Linked DNA regions of Mus musculus: regions 2 and 3 are each linked to region 1. A link is a contact called in public Hi-C data. All regions are on one chromosome and are shown on one strand. Each heading gives the region's core, a stretch centred on a gene start, on an enhancer-like site or on the middle of the called end of the contact. The rest is flanking DNA. Distances are from core to core; before and after follow the strand shown. Region 1 has its middle 2.8 kb from the start of Gm38926. Region 2 overlaps Itpr2 (inositol 1,4,5-triphosphate receptor 2). Region 3 overlaps Itpr2 (inositol 1,4,5-triphosphate receptor 2).

What was found. Hi-C and Micro-C count contacts between places; a contact is called where the count stands out from the background.
Region 2: a contact with region 1 is called in a Hi-C map of liver, with 10 times the contacts expected there. The contact joins two enhancer-like sites. A contact is called at or near these places in 1 of 484 Hi-C or Micro-C datasets (liver) and 1 of 115 datasets of contacts at active chromatin or transcription factors (the NIH/3T3 cell line).
Region 3: a Hi-C map of liver shows a contact between it and region 1, with 4 times the contacts expected there. The contact joins two enhancer-like sites. A contact is called at or near these places in 2 of 15 datasets of contacts at CTCF or cohesin (the NIH/3T3 cell line and large pre-B cells), 5 of 484 Hi-C or Micro-C datasets (B cells, bone marrow-derived macrophages, liver and 2 more) and 10 of 115 datasets of contacts at active chromatin or transcription factors (the NIH/3T3 cell line, astrocytes, bone marrow-derived macrophages and 6 more).

What each region holds. Positions count from the first base shown.
Region 1 is chr6:145,343,444-145,347,702 of GRCm38.p6, forward strand. No RefSeq gene overlaps it. Among named protein-coding and RNA genes, the nearest start is that of Gm38926, 2.8 kb to the right of the region's middle. Within about 2 kb of position 1,433, at least 5 of the 459 cell types and tissues checked have an H3K27ac peak or open chromatin away from gene starts, as enhancers often do. A contact at or near this core is called in liver, where this site is marked.
Region 2 is chr6:146,125,032-146,129,243 of GRCm38.p6, forward strand. The region is part of intron 55 of Itpr2 (inositol 1,4,5-triphosphate receptor 2); the gene reads right to left. Among named protein-coding and RNA genes, the nearest start is that of Gm35768, 17 kb to the right of the region's middle. Within about 2 kb of position 2,015, at least 29 of the 459 cell types and tissues checked have an H3K27ac peak or open chromatin away from gene starts, as enhancers often do. A contact at or near this core is called in liver, where this site is marked.
Region 3 is chr6:146,335,028-146,339,840 of GRCm38.p6, forward strand. The region is part of intron 26 of Itpr2 (inositol 1,4,5-triphosphate receptor 2); the gene reads right to left. Among named protein-coding and RNA genes, the nearest start is that of Gm35596, 120 kb to the left of the region's middle. Within about 2 kb of position 2,569, at least 5 of the 459 cell types and tissues checked have an H3K27ac peak or open chromatin away from gene starts, as enhancers often do. A contact at or near this core is called in liver, where this site is marked.

The DNA of each region.
Region 1 (4,259 bases), core at 183-2,682:
CTCTAGCCCCCAGACCTAAGGTTTAAACACAGGTAACATTATCAAGACCAAGCAGGCAAACAGGTTGTATTTATGTATATATGTGGTGGTTTGAATGAGAATGGATCCCAATAGGTTCATATTTTTGAACACTTAGTGCCCAGTTGGTGAACTGTTTAGGAATGATTAGGAGGTATAGCCTTGTTGGAGGGGTGTGGCCTTGTTGGAGGAGGTGTGGCCTTGTTGGAGGGGTGTGGCCTTGTTGGAGGGGTGTGGCCTTGTTGGAGGGGTGTGGCCTTGTTGGAGTGGGTGTGGCGGGGGGGGGTTGAAAACACATTTTGGCTGCTACATCCACAGCTCATCACCTTTGGGAGCTGCTTGTTTTGGGGAGGAAAGATCTATGTTCAGAGTTCACTGTTGAGACTGCTCAGAGTTGTTAGGAGGCCTGAAGCTAACTGAAATCAGCGATGAGGGGATACATAAAGAACCCTTGTGTCTCCGTGGCGACAGCTAAGATGTGCGTTAAGTGTCCCACAGTAAGCGCATTGCCCTCCTCTGTAAAACGCTGTGGATAATGATCACAAATTGCCTGTCATCTCTATTCTCTCAGCTCAGAGGAAGACTTGGAAGTATAAGAAATGATTATAAGAAATTACTTAGAGAAAACTTGAGGGCTGAGGAAAGGCCTCACCCTGTGTCAGCCTAGGGTAGGTAACCAGCACTCTTAAGGCAATGCAAAGTTCTTCGCTGCCCCGAACTAAGGCTTTCTGTTAGGAGCTGTGTGTCCCCACCTCTCATGTCTGTTGTTAAACTCGTCCCAGGATGACTATGTGTGTGTATATATATATATATTGCAGGGCGATGACTGTATTTGGATAAAGCTTTCACTAAAACAGAATAAAATGGCATTCTCAGTGTGGCTCCCATGCTGTATGGCCTGTGTCTATAGAAAGAGGGTGATAGGACGTGGTCATTGGGTCTCAGTGAGAACCATCGATTTGGGAGCCTACATGGGCAGCCTCAGGAGGGACCACGCCTGCTGATAACCTTTGACTTCTAACCTCCAGAGTGGCCGGCTGCATGTGCTACATATATATGTGGTTGCTACTTTGTTTCTAAGGTTCTAGGAAGAGAGTAAAGGCTCTTTCCCCTAGGTGAGAAACCCTGTCTTCTTCATACCTCAAGCCAGTTCTAAAGGCCCCATTTAAATATACCTGGTGGCTGCCTTTTTCTCTGTTATTAAATGGTGACTACACATCATTCAGCCGTAGTTCACATATATAATGCGCACACCCAAATGCTCAGAGGCTGCTTGGATGTACAGCAAAAGGCTTTGCCATTGACCCAGCTACACTGCAGTTAGACGTGAGCTAGCAGGGTCCTGGAGTGACTAGTGAGCCAATAGTTAGGCCAGCAATGAATGTAACTGTTTATATTGCAGATGGTGACCCTGAACTCTGATCTTCCTGCCTCTATCTCCTGAGCATCAGGATTACAGATGTGTGCCAAGACTCCCAGTGCTGGGTATGCTTGGTAATTATTCTACCAAATGACCCACATCTCTACCCTGCCAATTTGCAATCAATTGCAGGGCTGACTCTTGAGTCCCATAGACTTAAAAATGACCCCCTCCCTGTCATCCATGCATGCTTAACTCCCGAGCTCTTTCTGTGTTGATACATGACTTGAGTTCTGTATTTTACCAAGTGAGGTATGCTAAGTCTGGGTTATAATATCAAACGATTTTAGGTTTTACAAACAAACTTAGAAAAAAGTTTTAATTGTCTTAAAAACCAATTATGCCTTCAAAGTTATGCCTTATCCACAATTTCCTTTAGCTAATTTTACTCTATAGATCAATACCCCAAAGGACATGTTTAGTTTGAAGAATTACGTAATGAGATGTTATGACATCAGGGCCAAACCAAGGTCTCTTCCAAACCTCACTGCCATATTATGGAAGCACTGTGGGACTTGCTATTTACAAAGAGGGTCCCCAGGGAAGCCACATAACTTGGTCAAAGTTATGGTCAGAACTATGTCTCAGACTCCGTAGTGGGTCGGTCTGATGCTGCTTGTATTCTAATGCTAAATACTGGCTCTCAAGATGTGGTGTCTCTCTTTCAGATAACTCTGGCTTGTGTCAAGTTGACATAATATTAGTTACCATACAGTCTGACTTCCAGGTCAACTCCTCAGTCAATAGAGAATATTACCAACAGATAAAATCAGAAATAGTAACCATAGGCTGAATACTAACTGCTTTTATATTGCATGCAGGGCAATATTTTAGAAATTACATTAAAAAATATCAATTCCACACGATACACGTGAAACAGCATGAAGAAGAGAGAAAGGCCCTGTAACCAAACGCATTCTAGAGATGGTGGATCAAATGGAGTTGTTTGTTTAACTGAACAACACTAAGTCTGCAACATTAGAGGGAGCCATTCACAGGTGCCGTATTTATGGATCCTGTTGTCACACAACCACTTTCAAGAAATAGCAAACATGAGTGAGTAGGGGTATATTCTGTTTTGCATGGAGGACTATCTGAGCTGTTCTTGGGCCCAGAGATGGCACAGAAAGAGGCTCTTGACACCCTGGAACACTGTTCTATGCCAAGTATTGCCACCATCACTTTCTGGCATTTTAAAACATGTTGCTTATCTGTCAAAGCAGTCAATTAGTTTAGGCGCCTTTAACGCCTTTGGCTATTGTTTATATGTCTAAAAGATACATTTGGAAAGATAAAAGTTTTTCTTGTTAAGAGATTTTTCCAAATATGGTATAGGGATTTGGGTGTGCTCCATGACGGGAGCTGTGAACTGGTGGTAGAAGCTAATAAAACCTGAAGTCAGCCTGGCAGCAGCTAATGTGGCCTGGTGCTCCTCACTCCTGGCTCAACCTGAGTTCTAGACCACCCAGAGCAACACCTGGCCGTCTACAACGTCAAGGTTCAATATTTTCTTTTTGGTTGGCCTAAGGTTGGAGAGCAGCTTTAACAGCCCTGTTACCCAGCAGCGTTCTGTCCCGTCAATAAAAACTAGAAGGAACGAAGTCCGGGGCCTGATTTACTGTTTCTCTAGTGCCTGCGTCAACTTCCAAGGTCCACTTTCCAGTGACACCCTCTGCCTTCCATCTTCCTCCTTATGGCCACTGCCAAGAACCCCAGAGCCTGATCAGTCTCTATCTGATTTCAATAAACGGTTTTTGAGTTTCCTTCTGAGTCTTTTTTTATTATTGTTCTTTTATTAACAAGACAAAGCTAATGGTTGTTATGATAGGAAAGGGACAACACACTCACTGGAGGTTTTTCCTTTAACTTCCTGTTGATTCTTTGTGAGTTTCATACCATGCACCCCTCCTCCACTCGTTTTTTCCACCCCATTTCTGCCCTTCACCCTTGCAACCTCCCCCCTCCCCAATAAAACACACAAGCAAGCAACAGACAATAACAACAAAGCATAGAGAACAGTATGTCACAGTGTGTCCCACAGTGTGTCGCTCTGTGCTCTGTCCACACACCTTCACTTGCAAATGCTCATTGCAATGAGTCATTGGTCTGTTTCGACCAGTGACACCATCAATACTGGATCCTCATCAGGACTCCTCCTGGCTATCCTGTTGTTGCCCTGTGTCATCAGCAGGATTGGCCTTTCACACATCCCAAATGTTCACAGATGATATAGATTTTGGGGCAGGCCAATTCAGAGCCCTGGATCTGGGCCTGGGTGGTAGCTGAGCTGGTCAGCCCATCTCCAGCTAGGCCATCCAGTGCTGCCATCAGCAGAAGGCAGGGTCAGCTCTCCTGCTCTCCTGCCCCCAGGGATGGCTCAGCCACACCCATGCTTTCAGATCCAGCTCCACTGTGTCACCCAGTCAAAGTTCAGGGCCCACACTCGCAAGTGCTGCAGCCAGTGAGGGACTGGGCCGGCTCTCCCGCTCTCATGGCCCAGGGCCAGTTCTCCCGACTGCCACAGATGGTGAGGAACAGACAAGTGTCCGGGGCCAGCTCTCCCAGGCTTTTGTCTTCGAGGCCAGCTCACCTGCACCCCTTCCACCAAGGCCAGCTCTACTGCGCTTGCCTAGGTGTGGCCCATCCAGGGTCCATTCTCCCTACTGTCTCGGGTGAGAGAGGTGATGAGGGGTAGGGCATACCCCGAAACCCACACCACTGTCCTCCTGAGCTCACCCCCTTGCGGCTGGCTCACCTGTTCACGTGCCCACCGCCCACCCCCACGCCCTGCACCTCTACTAAGATCAGCTTTGCTGTGCTC
Region 2 (4,212 bases), core at 765-3,264, 780 kb after region 1:
CTCATTGCCACACTTTCAAAATCTACTCTTGAGAAACCCACTATGGGGTTCAAGGATTCTATTTATATCCCCATTCTTCATAAGGGTTTTCTGATTAAGCTTCGGAAGGAAAGAGGGTTTTCTGAACAGTCAGCAGGCCTGACCTATTCACACATTGGGAGGATTGCTTTAGAAGAGTGCCGAGGATTTGTCCAGGGGCACACATACTGGGGGATCCCCTGGGCTTCCTCCTTCACTGGTCATGACACCCAGAGAGTTCTCAAAGAGCTACTTGCAATCACCAAGTCAAATGGGTCTGAGCTCTGAGAGGATTCCAGTCACACAGGGAAGAGTGCCGGACACTCAGAGCCATCTCTTGGAGCCATGTATGGCTCTGGCACTACATCACACTTGGAAATTAGATTCTCGGAGATGCCTGCACTTTGGCCCAGTTTGTGGCTTCTGTAGGAAGACTGTGAATGCATAGCTACTTCTGAGCTGACAGGTCTCTTTAGTGGCCTCACAAATAGGATTTATTAGAATTTAAAATTTGTCATCAGAATGGAAAAGGGATTGTGTCACCAGTGTTTGCAGCCAAGACTTCCTAGGCCCCATGCAACTCACTTTTTTCTCCTGCTCCCCAGCCAGAGTGCCTTACTGGGCAGGCGAGGGCACTTCTCTGGCTCAGTTTTACTGGAATTGGCCTCATCTTTGTGTGATCCCCATCAATATTTTATAAAAGACATTGTAGTTAGTGCTTCAAAAGTTAATATTTTGCAGGCCTGGAGAGATGGCTCAGCAGTTAAGAGCATTTGCTGATCTTCCAGGAGACCCTGGATCAGTTCCCAGGTGCTCATTTGGTGGCTGATAAACACCTGTAACTCCAGTTCCAAGGGAGTTGACATCCTCTCCTGAGCTCATAGTCACCAGGCACACATTCAATGCTAGACATATATGCTGATAAGACATCCATACACATAGAATGAGTTTTTAAATTAATGTTTCAGTCTTTTCTTTCTTCTTTCCTTCCTTTTTAAAATAATTAGCATGCTTGTTTATCCCACACAGTGCCATGAGCCTCACATTTGGCTGAGTTGGACACTGGGTAGATGGGCTAAAGCCCTCTTGTCTGCTCAGCATCATCTAGCAAAAGGCTAAGGCTTGGTCCTTGACCTGCTCAGTATCATCACAGAGAAGGCTATGTCTTGGTCCCTCATCAGAGCGTATAGATTCTATTGCACATGGAACTCCTCTTTTCCGCTCTTCAGAATAACCTTTACTCCCACCTTGCCCCATTGCCTCCTAATTCCTTTTCGGTTCCCTTAAAGATCTGGTGAAGACTCCGTGATGACCCAGCTTGTCACCATATAGGTGGCAACAGTTACCAACGAGTTCAGGAATAATGATAACTTTATTATGGTGACCTAAGATACAGTTATATTTAGGGCAGCTTGATATAAAGTCTCTTCCTTTTCCCTTCCTTTCCATTTTTCTTCTCCTTTTCCCCCCTTTCCTTCCTTCTTTCCTGTATACTCTGGGGGCCCAAACCTAGGGCTTCATACACGCTTGGCAGAACACCCCTAAACTACCATTATGGGATTCTTTGAGTAGCAGATTCATTAGGCACACTGAAAGGAAGATTTGCCTTGCAAAACGAACTATATTATGTGCAACATTTTAATAAGACCAGTGTGTAAACAAAACAAACTATTTTAATGTACACCATCAGATTAAGCAATAAAGTTAGAAAGAACTTACCAAAGAGACTTCCACTTTCTTGCAAAGTGGGGTTTCACAGGGCACACATAGTTGATGTCACATACAATGTAAACCTTCTACCTACCAACCCACTTGAAACAGAACCTCCTGTCCCTCCTGTTATCCCCATTTGCTTTAGTGGCAGCCTATTGTATAGGATCTCAGTGTGTTGTGATGGCTGTAGAAAGGGCATGTGACCTTAGTTACTGTTGTTCCAGGGCAGGTGCCCAACATAATGCAAGTCATGTGGTTGGTAAACAAGTGACTGGATGAACTAGGTTTCACAACAAGGCCAAGGCAGGTTCAATGATTTCCAGTAACCTCAGAGCTAGCACATGGTATGGCCAAGATGCTCGTCCTCCTGGCCTCATCTACTTGCTAGCAGGAACCTGTGCTGAATAACAAGGTCACAGCAACACATCCCCGACTGTTCCACTAAACATGCACATCACACAGCCAGCCAGTTAGCTCCCCCGCGCCCAACCTCTGCTCATTAAGCAACTTTCTGGATGTATCCTGGCTCCTCAGAGGCGGGAAATACAATGGCCGGCTGTGTACTAGCTGGAAATGATCACTTGCCTTGCTGAATCAAGGACACTCTGGCATCTCTACATGCTGCTTTCCAAGTCTGGCTAGGGGATGCCTATCCATTTCATTCTGTGTGCCCGATAGCATCTAGGATCAGAGCTGGCAAGGGCTGGCACGAGATCTGCACTCTGTCACCTGAGAGAGCCTGTGGCATGGTGCTGTTCCAGAGAGGCCATCTGTCGCTTTGCGAGGCGGCCTCCCTGGGTGGTACCTGGGTATCACTGTGTTCTATTTTTAGCAAGGCAGTGCTCTGACTACAGATATCTGGTGTCGCTTGGGAGTGATAGTGAGGAGTGTGAATTGTGAGCTGAGGCACACAGAGATCAACCTGACTTAGTGTGAACACAAGGGCACGCCACAGCTTTATTTCAGGTCTCTCTGACAAGGTTCACACGGGCTCTTTTTAAGCCAGACAAACCATCTTCATGCCAGTGAGAGGAACTCAGAATACCACCACCACCACAAAAAATGAGATGTAACTAGAAACTTGATAAGAGCCAAAGCATGGGTAGCTAAAATGTTTTTACTTGTGTAGAACATGGAATATCCCCAATGCATGCAGAGCTTTAAGAAGTGGCTGCTGAAGCTTTAATAAGATGAATCTTTTATTTTATGAAAGTCAAAGCCATTTTTACTTATATTTTTCCTTTTTTTCCTCTTTATGTGTATGGTATATACCTGTGCAGCATGCACATGTGTAAGCTCGTGTGTGTGTGTATGTGTGTGTGTGTACTGGTGCACACAAGCAGGTACACCCTACGTTGAATGTTAAATCTACCTCTATTGCTTTTCCACCTTATGTTTTAAGGCAAGATCTCTTAAACCCAGAGCTCACTGATGCGAGCTGTCCTTCCTAGCCTGCATGGTCCATGTCTCCATCTCTTGAGGCTGAAAATTGCAGGTGGGCCACCTGGGTCAGGATGCCCACATATCATTTACATGAATTCTGGGGATCTGAATTCAGATCTTCTTGTTTTGGTGGTGAGTGATTTAACTACTGAGCCATCTCCCCATCTCTCAGACTTACGTTTTTTTCAATGTCATACTTCATCCTCAAAGTCAGGACAAAAGGAGATGCTTGTTAAGTAAATGCCTCAAACTAACATGTCGAGCTGCTTGCTCTTGTTTACCTCCATATGTAAATTTATAATGTTTTATGTCTTAAAATAAAATTTTGTTTCAGTGTCTTATTACTTAGTTTCTACTACTGTGCCAAAATACCACAGCCAAGGCAACTTATAAAAGAAAGCATTTAATATGGTTTATGGGAATAGATTCAGTCTTTCTGAATTATCAAAGCCCACCCTAGTGACGCACCTTCTCCAATAAGGCCACACCTTCTAATCCTTCCCAAACAGTTCCACCAATCAGGGGCCAAGTATTTAAATATATGAACCTCTGGGGACCATTCTCATTGAAACCAACCCACATGTGCTTGTTCTAGAAATTAAGATGTAATAAAGAATTGCCTTGTGTGTGTGTGTGTGCATGCTCGTGCATGGGGGTGTACAAGTGTGTGGGTAGGAGTTCACGTAGGTGTGTGCACACAAGAGGTCACCTTGAGCCATCATTCCTCAGGTGCCATCTGCCTTGGGTTTGGATTTTGTTTTGAGACAGTGTCCCCCATTGGCCTAGAGGTCACGGGGTAATCAGGGTTGGCTGGCCAGCAGGTCACAGTGACCAGCTGTTTTCACTCTCCAGTGATGGGACTACGCTTATGCACCACCACGCCTGGCTTTTAAGATGCAGATTCTGGGAATCACACTCAGGTCCTCTTGCTTGCAAAATGAACCTTTTATTGGCTGAGCTGTCACTCTGGCTCCCCAATGATTTGCTGCGGGAAACTAAACTGGGTAAATCTCTCGACTCGTTAAAGGCATAGATACC
Region 3 (4,813 bases), core at 1,319-3,818, 990 kb after region 1:
TACCGCCTACAGGAAGTTCTGTCATAAACCTAATTGTCACAAGGCCTGTTAATTCAAACCAAGAGACTCACAAACACACATACACATGTGTACACATGCACACGCATGAATACACACACATGAGTGTGCACACACACATGCACACACATGAATACACACACACATGCGTGTGCACACACACACGGGTGTGCACACACACACATACACCTTTCTGAGGAGGCAAATATAGCTCTACAAAAATATAAGATAAAAATAATAATGACAAAAATCACGTGGTTTTGGGTTTCTTCAAGGCTGTTCTAGGGCCTTCCGTGATGTTATCAATGTTGAACACCTTGCAGACACCCCGACAATTCAACTAATGCTTCATCTGCTCAAGGGAGCTACAAGATTTACATTCAAAGTTCATGAGGCGCCATCACCGTGAACAGCTGGGAACTGGATCTCTGCCTTCAAGGTGGGATTTGGTTATGATTGTAGGAGTGATCCTATTTGTCTTTGAATCGTATGTGTTCGATAACTATCTTAACATTATCTCATCCTGTATATAGTCAGCTCACCCTAAAATGCTTCTTCACAGCCTACCCTTTTCTACCTGCATTCCCTGATGGTCTCCAGAGGTTGAAAGCCAACAGAGTGGAGACTCTAAACTCATTTCAACCCAACTTCAGGCCAAGGCAGCTGGATCAATCCAGTGTCAACTGGGTGGTCTTAGGGTTTCAGATCTTGATACTGTAAAGAAGCTCATTAAATATTAACAAGTCTGGGGTCACTTGGACGACCCCTCCATCAGCAGCTTGTAAAACCACAAGACTGTGTGGATACCTCAGAACAGGACCTGAGTCATGCCTCTGGCCCAGAAAGGAGCTATGACATCCTGAAGTACCCAGAAGGTCATTACTAGATAACTATCTAACCCTAGCTCCAAGATCCCTATACCATACAAGATTAGTGTACAGCTGGGGGCTTTCTAAGAAAGAATAAAGACATACCCGCTCACAGAGTTAAACCAAGCAGACCCCTGAAACAAAACAAAGCATGCAAGGAAAACTGTCTGTTCTAGAAACTTAGGAATGGTGCAATGCCTGCCTTCGATGTCGATGTCAATGTCGATGGACCCTCTGGCTCCAGCCCTGTCACACCTTGAAAGCAGACTGTGCTGTACAATGAGTTCTGTCTCTCTTCTGTGCTGAAGGACATCTGTACATCAAAGCATTCACAGAGCTGAGTAATAACACACCCGGTAAGATTGTCTGAGGTTGCTGCAAGATTGTACAATGTGTTATAGATGGAATAAAAGTGGTCAGGGTCACCCCCACAGTATCCCTGACATGCCTAAGACCAGCTCTCTGAGGAGGGGGAACTATAAGCCAAGCATCAGCAAGACAAAGTGAGGCCTCTTCCTCTAAAGGCCAACAGAGACATGCTGTATCCCCTGCTGGACACAGAGCAGGTCTAATTCCCAAGGAACTGCTCTTTCATCCTCACAGAAACTCTATAACTGACACGTTGGCAGTGGGCTGTCTCTGTAAAGATGCCCAGACTGTGCCCTACAGCAAGTACTGCCTCTGGGAGTTTTCCGATAGACCAGCAATGGGATCTGTAGAAAACAGGATTGTCCTGTTCAGGCACAAGCCACTGGTTCCTTACAAGGCTGGGTTAGTTTAAAGAGCCCTGGAAGAGAGGAGCAGGTACCCACACAGTCTCAGCCCCTTGTCTAGACAACAGAGTCCCAAAGGGTATTGTTCAGTTCATTCCATTCCTGCTCCACGTGTCCACTAGAAGAACCACAACAAAAGATCTTTAAGCCAAAGAAAAGACATGGATACACACTGGGTGAGTATTAAGAAGACCCAACTAGAAAGCTTGACAAAAGAAAATATTGCTCTTAGTCCAAAACAAGGTAGATACGTAAATATCAGACTTAAAGTTACTGAATGGTTAAGCAGTTTTATTATGAAAAGCTGTAAGTCAAGATCAACAGCATATCTATAATCCCAGAAATGGGAAGGCAGAGACAGCACACATACATGTACACACACATACACACACAAATACATGTACACATATACACACATACGCACATGCACACACAGAAACACATACATGCATACATTCACATGGTTGTACACATACACACACACAGAACCACATACATGTACACATAACTACACAGTTGTACACATACATACAAAGATATTTTAAATTACAAGAAAACACTGAAAACTACACACTTGCGTAGAAAGAAGCAGGTAAAAACGGAGAAGCAAACTGATGTGATAACTGTAATAATAAAATGAATGGAGCAGGGCCTTCTCTCTGGAGCACTGACATGTTCAGGTGACCTGCTTCTCAGGCTAAATAAAGAGAAGGGTGTGCAGAAAGGACAATCCTGCCTTAACCCACTCAGCCACACCTTCCTTGCTTAATCTCTCTTTCTAAATTTAGACACCGTATTTGAAGGTGATGAATTAGAGACTATGCTGATGCTGCTGACACTGCGTGCTTAGCCCCTAGCCCACTGACCTTCGAAATGATGGAATTTCCATGGCCCCTGAAGACACATCTGCACACAGGGAGCACGGTGTACAGACACAGGCGTGAACCCTGCCCCCGCCTCTGTGATCGTTAGAGATCAGCGCCAGCAGTGGGGTCATCTGGAGTCCTCTTCTGAACATTGATGCTCCCAAGGACATAAAGCTAAAGCACTTCGTATTTTTGCCTATGGTGACTCCTCCCGATTCTTTTTTGTTTAAATTATGTTGGAATCTTTTGCTTATCTAATGGAGGATGGAGAGCCATTTCCAACTAGGAAAGTTCACTTTTACCTGTGTTAAACTTCACTTTGAAGAGAAGTTGCACTAGTTTTTATCAGATTGAAAAAAGGGATAAACATCTTTCAAAAATTAGTATATTCAACCTAAATCACAAAGAAAAACACTAATGTGCCATATAAGGTTTTATTTTAAATGAAATATTTCCCCTCGAGCCCTTAAAGAGTCTGTGTTGTCAACATGCAAACGAGAAAACTAAACTTTGAGCATAAAAGTAAGAGAGTGGATATTTTTACATAAAAAAAAAAATCAAAGAAAATGTTTTTAAACTTTCACGATATTGAAGGCATTTTTTTAAATTACATAAATGAAGCCCAGGATTCACGGTATGTGTCCCATAATTTCTACACAGCTGAAAGCTGGATTGCTCAGAGCAATACCAAAGGCCATGTTTAGAGCCTCCGTGAAACTCCCAGAGACACAAAGGATTATGTCCACGGCCTGGTCTAGTGTGTGCTGCTGCTAGACACTTCGCCTGACACCGGGATGGATTCCATCCATTTGTCACCACTGCACTCGGCTGCTGGTTCCCTCACAATGAAGCTCATTCACCTATGTATAAGTTAGCACTGGCGTTTCTCACATTCCTTCTTCATCTCCTGAAATTACCTCATTATAGACAGACCCTTCTGGTTTCTCTGTCCACCTGTTTACCTGTTTCTCTCACCCCCAACCCCCACCACCCTCATGCATTCACAAATTCACACCTGATCGTGTACAAAGGGCTCTTGGACGCCTCCCACAGTGGCCCTGCTTCTTCTGAAACATTCTGGATTCTGCCAAATGGAACACTCACTCCTTCCTTGAAACTCTTCAGGGTCTCCCAGCTTCCAGCCATTTCTAGTACAAACTCTTACTCCTGTTGCTATTAGTGTTGGCTACATTAGTGACTATCCTTCAGAACAAGCCTGTGCTGTGTGCTTGGGCTTTGTACATTGTTGCAGAGCAGAAGCCATGTCTGAAATATCAGACTGGAGTCCAGACATCAAACTTTAGCAATGGAAATGAGGAAGTCCTATGAATACCAAGTAGTGAGCATGCAGATTCCATACTACACGAGGCAGAGAGTTGGAAAGGACTCTACTCCAGAGAAACAACCACTAGTTAAGAACAAGAGGCTCAGCTGTAGCCCACACGGGTCATCTCCAACATCAGTGCAGATACCAGGGGACGAATACAGGGGCTGGAAACACAGAGTCGCTGACTGTCTTTGACAACTGCCAGGTAGAATGCGACGAGCCCCTTCTAGACAACATCCAAAGGTGACTGATAAAATATTTAAGATGCTTCTTTTCAACAGGAACTCAGAAAACATGAAAGTTCATAAAAATTTCAGGACAGAAATTCACTGGTGTTCACTGGTGCCCCTTAGGAACTTAGGCTATGCTGGCAACCTACATTCTGAGTTCTAATATTAGGGGTAGGCACCTACAGAGAGAGAGGAGATAGGGAGACGGAGGGAGGGAGGAAAGGAAGGAGAGAGAGAGGGGGAGATGGAGAGTTGGGGAGGAGGAGATAGAGAGGGAGAGGGGCCAAGTCTAGTAGCCAAGAAAGATCAAAGTTCTGGCCAGAAACCACAAATCTACAAACATCACACAGTGAGTTAGGGAAGACACAGCCCACTGGACAGACAAAGGTACATAGATAGCTTGGCTTTCACTCTGGCCATGGCCTAAGGGTCTCAAACCCCTGTACACAAAGAAAAGCCCACTCCTGGGATCTAGGACTAGGATTTCCATTAATAAAGAGGCCCCCAAAATCCCAAACCAAAAATCTATATTTAGTGTGACTACAAAATAGAATGTCCTCCAGACTAAATTCAGGCCTCAGAAGAATTCCACACAGAATGTACCTTCGTAATAACAACACCCGCACTAAAAGCCTGAATGAAGATACCTCAGGAGCTTCTGCAGAGACAGCTGAAAACAGGCCTTCCCCAAAAAGGACATGCCCCGCCCCCTCCATCTCCTCAGTGAGGG